Linked DNA regions of Mus musculus: region 1 is linked to region 2. The links are chromatin contacts, called in public HiChIP or PLAC-seq maps. All regions are on one chromosome and are shown on one strand. Each heading gives the region's core, a stretch centred on a gene start, on an enhancer-like site or on the middle of the called end of the contact. The rest is flanking DNA. Distances are from core to core; before and after follow the strand shown.

The links. HiChIP or PLAC-seq counts read pairs in DNA pulled down with a chosen protein or histone mark.
Region 1: a contact with region 2 is called in an HNF4G HiChIP or PLAC-seq map of pancreatic cancer cells. The contact joins the promoter of Spdye4a here to the promoter of Fam220a in region 2. A contact is called at or near these places in 2 of 115 datasets of contacts at active chromatin or transcription factors (bone marrow-derived macrophages and pancreatic cancer cells).

Annotation. Positions count from the first base shown.
Region 1 is chr5:143,223,933-143,227,800 of GRCm38.p6, forward strand. Spdye4a (speedy/RINGO cell cycle regulator family, member E4A) reads right to left here and starts at 1,950. Exons shown (of 7, transcript NM_029048.3): 1 at 1,662-1,950; 2 at 949-1,167. The coding sequence starts at 1,875. 4930448H16Rik (RIKEN cDNA 4930448H16 gene) reads left to right here and starts at 3,060. Exons shown (of 5, transcript NR_040700.1): 1 at 3,060-3,085; 2 at 3,788-3,868.
Region 2 is chr5:143,546,403-143,550,128 of GRCm38.p6, forward strand. It overlaps Fam220a (family with sequence similarity 220, member A), which reads left to right and starts at 2,318. Exons shown (of 2, transcript NM_133703.5): 1 at 2,318-2,732.

The sequences.
Region 1 (3,868 bases), core at 700-3,199, 320 kb before region 2:
CTTAACACAGTCCAGGATTACCTGGGGAGTCTCAGTTTGGAGATTATCTCAATCAGGTTGACCTGTGGCTATGTTTTGGAGAAATTTTATGATTGCTAATTTACATAGTGGGCCACTGCCCACTGTGGGAGGTACCATCCCTGAGTAGGTGGTCTTGCTAGCTGGACAGAAGCCAGGAACAAGCCGATAGGCAACATTCTTCTATGGTGTCTGCTTCAGCTCCTGCTTGAAGTCCAGCTCACCTCAGTGATGGATTTTGACATGGAAGCATAAACCAAAATAAATCCCTTCCTCCTTGAGTTCCATTTTGTCATGGTGTTTAAAGCAAAGGAAAATAATGGGAAGCCTACGGCTAGTTGTAGGAGAGTAAAACAGAAGAGGAAGGGACAATGGTCTCATCTGAGACTCCAAAGAGGAGGCACCGAGCAAAGCTTAGAGTATCAGTGGCATGCATATCATATCACACTTCAGATATAGTTAATGTGCATGCGGCTCAGGGATCAACCCAGCATCTCGAATGTGCTAAGCAAGACTCTGCAACCAAGCTACCCACTGCGTTCCAGGACCAAGATGCTTCAGTAGACTGTGACATCCCCTCATTGTACCACATGCACCACTCCGTAGGCCAGAAGCACTTATGCTGACAGTCCCGTCTGATGTCATCTAAGGGTTGGAACATGACTGTGTTGGTGTTTGGGTGAAGACACCTCAAACCAGCAAAGTAAGAAAGAGCCAAGTGACAGAGGCCTGGTGAGCACCAACCTTCTCGTCTCCTTGTGTCAACTCTAGCTAAGTCCCTGGCGCCCGTGTGACCCTAAGAATCGATTAAACATGAGTCACCGAAGCTGACCGAGTGTGGGGCTGTGAGGGCAGCTTTCCCACAGGGAAGAGTGTTGACTAGAAGGTCCCTCGTTTGCTTAAGGAGGGAGCTGTGTAGGCGTCTCTTACCGAGCAGCTTGGTGAAGACCTTGTGGTGTTCAGGCCTCACTGTAGACACACGTCGCCTCTTCAGCCTCATCCTAAGTCCGCACAGCATCTCCACTGACCACACTGGCTGGGGATCAGGTTCAAATAGCTCTGCCAGGTCATCCTCAGAATCTAATGACTCGTCCCTCTTCCTCTTTTGGATGCTGGATGGAGGCTGGGGAGTGGCTTCCACCCTTGGTTCTATGTGAAGAAAGCCCGCCCAGTGCGAAGCTCAGGCCTTGATGATCTCCACTCTGCCCACTGTACTCCAAACACCCAAACCTCTTCAGCTGCTGCCTTTCCCCAAACCACTGTGCAGTTCCCCCCGGGTTGATAGCCACCTACTCCCTCACTTTGTCACTGTCCCCCCTCCATGTCCCTCAAGATTCTTCCTCATTAGAGAGATACTGTCCCATAAAAAGGAAATCTCTTTTTGGGTCTCCTCTTTTCTGTCCTGTCTTTGTCTCTTAGTGCCTAACCTCTTTTCTCATTCTACAGAGTCTTAGTCCATGTGACACCTGAGTCTACCACCCTGTCCTCCCTGCCTCCGTCCTAGGCCCTTCCTTCCTTCCTTCCTTCCTTCCTTCCTTCCTTCCTTCCTTCCTTCCTTCCTTCCTTCCTTCCTTCCTTCCTTCCTTCCCTGTCCTCCTCCCTACTGTCTCCCTCTCCCATCTCTTCTCCATCTGTCCCCTCACCTGCCAGTCCTGAGCTCTCCCCATCTACCACCACCCCAGGTGAGGGCCTGGTGATGCCAGGCTGAGGGCTCTGTTCCTCAGAACACAATGACAGTTGGCCAGCAGTCACGATTCTCCCAACCTGTATTCTCCCTTCCACAAATCCCAGACTCTGATCTCTCCCGCCCTCCTCCTGGACTCTGGCTGAATCCACGCCTGGCGTCCCTTCCCCCATCTAGGGAGAAGTCAAGAGTGGAGGAAAACTCCAAGAAGATGCTGTTGTCCACCGAGCTGCCTGCCACCATGGAGTGTCTCTCCTCCAATCAGGAGGAGCGGATGCCTATGATGTCATCGGCCTTCCAATCTGGCAACCAGTTTGAAATAAAACATGTGTAACTGACAGACTGATGTTTCTGCTTGTTCTGAGGATTAGGGGTCACCCTGTCTCTTACACTCATCCCTTTTCCAAGACCATTCTCCTTGTTTGTTCTCTCTGCAATGTATATACTGTGTTCTCTTCACTTATCCCTGAAACGTGGTAGATTCTCCTTTCCTCTGTCTACCCCCATTTGCAACCTTAGTCTCTTCCCCATTATACATCATTTCTCCATTTGGTTAAAACTTTTTTCCTTCTTAAAAACTTAATTATTGGGATAGCATTTGAAATGTAAATGAAGAAAATACCTAGTAAAAACAAACAAACAAACAAACAAATAAACAGTAACAAAAAAACTTAATTAAATATACTCTTTTTCTTTGTGTTTTTTGTTTTGTTTAAGACAGGGTTTCTCTGTATATCTCTGTTTGTCCTGGGACTTGCTCTATAGACCAGGCTGGACTCAAACTCAGAAATCTGTCTCCTGAGGAAAACTTTTTATAATCCTTCATCCCCCTTCCTTGCTCTATAAGTTTTCAATCTTTGTGACATCCACATGGCTGCCACTTGCCTGCCCTCTCCTTCTCCTGGCGTCCAGAGCCCTGAGATCCTCACTCCTATGGCCTTCCTCCTTCCTGCCACCCACTCACATCTCTCCTCACCCTGGTAACTTCACCTGATAATGCTGGGATAGCACCATCCATCACTGGTGAGGCTATCGTGGTGCTCAGCTGGGGACACTGTTCCCCAGACTGTGAGGAAATTTCACTGGCATCCATAGCTCTCTTCCCTCCTTTCTATGAATCCTAGACTCGTGTCTACCCTGCCTTCCTCCTGGACTCTGGCTGAATCCACTCCTGGTTCTTCCTATAGTCTAGGGAGAAGTCAGTAGTGGAGGAGAGCCCTGAGAAGGTGTTTGTCCACCTTGCTGCCTAGCTCCACAGAGTTTGGCTCTTCCAATCAGGAGGGGCGGAAGCCTGTGAGGTCATCAGCCTTCCAACCTGGCAACCGGTTTGAAAGACAAAATGTGTAACTGATGAGTTGATGGGTTCCGAGGATGAATGTGCAGGTTTGGAAATCTAGAGTTGGGGAATGCAATGGGGGTTCTAAAGAAAGCAAGAACACTAGAGATGAACAGAGCAGGGTAGGGTGTGTGAGGGGCTTGTGAGGGACATGATGGAGATCTGACATGGCAGGGTATTATTATCAGGCAGGAAGTTCTCTGATGGCACCTTTGAACCATGCTCCTGGCTGGCGAGTGCTACCCACAGTTGTAGTGCCCATATGAGCACGAGGACCTCAGAGGAAAGTTGAGCCTGGCCTTCTCCCCCTGGCATTTCTGTGCCTCGCTGGGCTCTGCTCCTCTAAAGTTTCCATTTGTCCCTTGGCGCATAATGCTCTTTAACCCATGAAGAAGTCTTCCAATTCTGTAACTCCTAAAATCTAGTGGGGCCCTTGGGTGTAGAAGATGGCAGCTAACGGTGGATTTTTTTTTTTTCTGCCTGTGCTCACAATGGAGCCTCAGGATTCAAACTGACTGTTCTGGCTGATCAAGTTTACAAAGAGAGGGAATATATACTGTAACAATCTCTGGATTTAGATCTTTGGGAAAGAGGCCAGTCCTGAGGCTCGCTGGCAAAGGGAGTGTTTCCAGCCATGGAGGAGGGGGTGATCCTGAGCAGAAGGGTGGCATCTTTTAGCAGAAGAGCTGATGTTCAGTGCCTATTCTATTTCTATTTCTGTTCTGTGGTTACATATTCTGATTAAAAAGCAACCAAGTGAAGAAAGCTGCCAAATCCAGGTTACTGCCCATCATTGTGAAGTCAAGGCAGTGTCAAACAGCAAGGCACGT
Region 2 (3,726 bases), core at 1,068-3,567:
TATAAATTCCCTAAGCCTTTCACGTTACATGAGATGTTCTCCCTCCTCCAGGAAGAAATGCTTCAATTCAGAGGAAGTAACAATGCTAAAACTAGCCTGGAACTCCAGGCAATCCTCCTGCCTCAGCTGCCCAAATCCTGCGATTACAGGTGTGAACCACCATATCCTAAGCTTTAGAAAAAGTTGTTGACCCACTTCTTGGATCATGTGGGTCCATTCTCTCCTCCTGCATCATTCTCTTCAGGTTAACTAAATGAGCATGAAAAAAAAAAAAAAACAACTTTCATAGTGCAGGAGAGATAGCTCAGCAGTTAAGAATGCTTACTGCTCTTACAGAGGACCTTGGTTCAGTTCCCAGCACCCATATAGTGACTTACAACTATTTGTAACTACAGTTACAGGGGGTCTACATGAAGGCTAAAGAAACTCTAGTTTCTGTATAAGCAAGCTGTATCAAGCCAGAAATGCAGATAGTCATATCATAGCAAGTAGATAGTCACGGCCATACATTTTGGGTGGGGGCCACTGAGTTAAGGTTACTGGGAACTTATCTTCCAGGGGCTGGAATCAGAGACAAACAGCTTAGCGTGTAGCAAGATGGGTACCTGGCATAAAATGGAGTTCTTATAGAACCCAGGACTACCAGCCCAGGGATGGCACCACCCACAAGGGGACCTCCCCCCCCTCCTTGATCACTAATTGGGAAAATGCCCCACAGCTGGAACTTATGGAGGCATTTCCCCAACTGAAGCTCCTTTCTCTGAGATAACTCCACCTTGTGTCAAGTTGACACACAAAACCAGCCAGTACAAAAGTCACATTTTATTTAGTTTATGTGTTTGTGTGTGTGTATACATGCATGTAACACAGCAGGCTGGAGGAGATGGGAAGATGTGTTTTTTGATTTCTACTGCTGTGCTAAACACTATTACCAAAAACAAGGTGGGGAGAAAAGAATTTATTTGCCTTTGCCTTATATTTCTTTTCTTTTCTTAACAGGGTTTCTCTGTGTAGCTTTGGCTGTTCTGGATCTCAGTCTAAAAACTGGACTGACCTCGAACTCACAGAGATCTGCCTGCCTCTGTCTACTGAGTACTGGGGTTAAAAGCATGCACCATCACCACCACGGACCACCAGGTTTACCTTGTTTTCTTACATGTGTGAGTCGTAGAGTGGGGTTGCTGCGTTGCGTCCTGGCGCCCTCTAATGGTGAAGCTGAGGATAACAGGGAACGTGGCGTGGCAGCGCTAACCTGTTGCTATTCCAGTTTCAGGAGGCTGCTGCTGAGTTGATATCACCCTTTATGGCCTGGACCCTCTCACACCCATCACCAAACAAGAAGATGCCGTACAGAATCGCTTACAGGTCAACCTGATGGAGGCAGTTTTTCAATTGAGGTTCCTTTTTCCAGCATAACTCTAGGAATTAGATAACTCTAGACGAGGTTCTCAGCCTTCCAATGCGCGACCCCCTTAATACAGTTCTTCGTGTGGTGACCACCAACCATAAAATTATTTCACAACGACTTTATAACTTTAGTTTTGCTAATTTTACGAATCGTAATGTAAATATCTGATATACAGGTGGTCTTAGGCTAACCACTGTGAAAGGATCGTTCGGTCTCCAGAGAGGTCGCGACCCACTGGTTGAGAACTGCTGGTCTATCTTGTGTCACGTTAACAAAAATAAATGAGCAGCATAGAAGGCAACACCCTAGAGTCACTTGTGTTCTTCCACCATGAGGGTCTCAGGAATTGAACTCAGATCCTCTGGAGCAATGGGAAGTGCATTTTACCTACTTCACCATTTTGCTGGTCTCACTGTAACCATTTTTAGGAATATGTGTGTTATAAAGTACCTGTGGCCATACCCAGGCATCATCTCTTTTCTGTTATATTTTAAAGATTGATTTTTATTTGGATGTGGTGTGTGTGCGAATGAGTGCAGATGCCCAGGAAGGTCAGATATTGGCTCTCCTGGAGCCAGCTACAGGTGGATTTTGAGCCACCTAGTGTGGGTACGGGAAACTGAACTGAGGGTCCTCTGGAGGAGCAGCCAGCCTTGAGTTCATGTTTTTCCTGCTTCAGTCTCTTGAGTGCTGGAATATTAACAGGCTAGCGCCACCACGCCACTTTCCCTGTGTCGTTATTCTCAACTCTTCACCATTAGAGGACGCCAGATGCAACGCAGCCAACCCTAGTCTCCAACTCATGCGCACTTCACTTGCAGGAAAGCCGCCCGAGGGGCGGGGCGGCCCGGGGCGGGGCGGGAGGCGGAGTCTGCTGCCTGCGCAGGCGCGGGCCGGCTTTGTGACGTCAGGCCGCGCGGCCCGGCCGGGAATCCAGGTGGTAGCTGGTGGAGTCGCCTCCGGAGAGTGACGCGCAGACTCGGCTCCCCCGCGGCCCGCCCTCCTGCCGGCCTCGCCGCGGTCTCCCTTGCTCCCTGAGATCGCTGAGCGCTGAGCAGCGGCCCGGGAGAGGAGGCCTTGGGCGACGGGGCGCGGAGAGGGAGGGCGGGCGGGCAGTGGGGGCGCCGCGGATCTCTATATGGCGACGGCTCTGTCGGGTCTGGCTGTCCGGCTGTCGCGCTCGGCCGCCGCCCGCTCCTATGGGGTCTTCTGCAAGGGGCTGACCCGCACGCTGCTCATCTTCTTTGACTTGGCTTGGCGGCTGCGCATCAACTTTCCTTACCTCTACATCGTGGCTTCCATGATGCTCAACGTGCGCCTGCAGGTAGGTGAGCCGCGCCCTCCGCATCCCTGCCCACCTGGCTCGGCGGGATGCAGGTGCTAAGGGGCTCATGCTATCAGCCTGAGGCTGAGTGTGAACCAAACACCGCGTCCCTCCCACCCCCGTTACCCTACTCTGCATAGAGGATGCTTCAGAAGGTAGGTTCCCACATCTGGGGGTGGGGTCCAAGGAAAGATGACAGGAAGGTCCCTTAGGACGCTTTGTCCTCAAAAATGACAAATTGTTGGCGATCCTGTAGCTGCGAGTTCCTTTGTGAATTCTGGTTCCCCAAACTTTGTGACGGTATATTATATTATCCTTGTACTGTAGGTTGAAAGTTAATGGTGTCTTGACCAATGTTTTCGGTATCTTCTGACCAGGGATTAGAAATGGCGATAGGGATGAAGATGAGAGAGAAAGAGGGAAAACAGATTTAGAGGCCTGCAACAGTTTAGACGTGGACTAACAGCATGCCTGCATCAGCATTCTGGAGGCCTCATTTGCTGAAAATGACTGACATTTCTCTATCTTGAATTTACAAAATGCTTTTTTTTCTAGCGGAGAGGTCTTACGGACCTGAGTGTTCTGTCTCAAAATGTAAGAAAGGCTGCATAGTGAACTTGGATTCTGTTTACACACCTTGGAGTGTCACAGGCTGTGTTGGAAGGAAGGACTTGGCTCCACCCCTGGGAAGCATGTAATCTGACAGAGGTTTTTTGTTGTTGTTTTTGTTTTGTTTTTGGTTTTTTGTGGTTCTGGAAATGAACCCGGTGGGTGCATTGGTTTGCCAGCCCTAACCCCAGCCTTACTGTGCTTATGTTGTTCCCTGGTGTGCAGAGGCGCCAGTTCAGTATAGTGCTACCTAGTTTTTCTGCAGTTGGGTCAAGTTGGAGTGTAATGGACTTGGTGTGTGTAAATGGTCCATGACACAGACCACATGAAATCGGAAGCCAAATATGTTGATCAAAATTGGTTAAAAGGAGTTAAGAAAAACCAA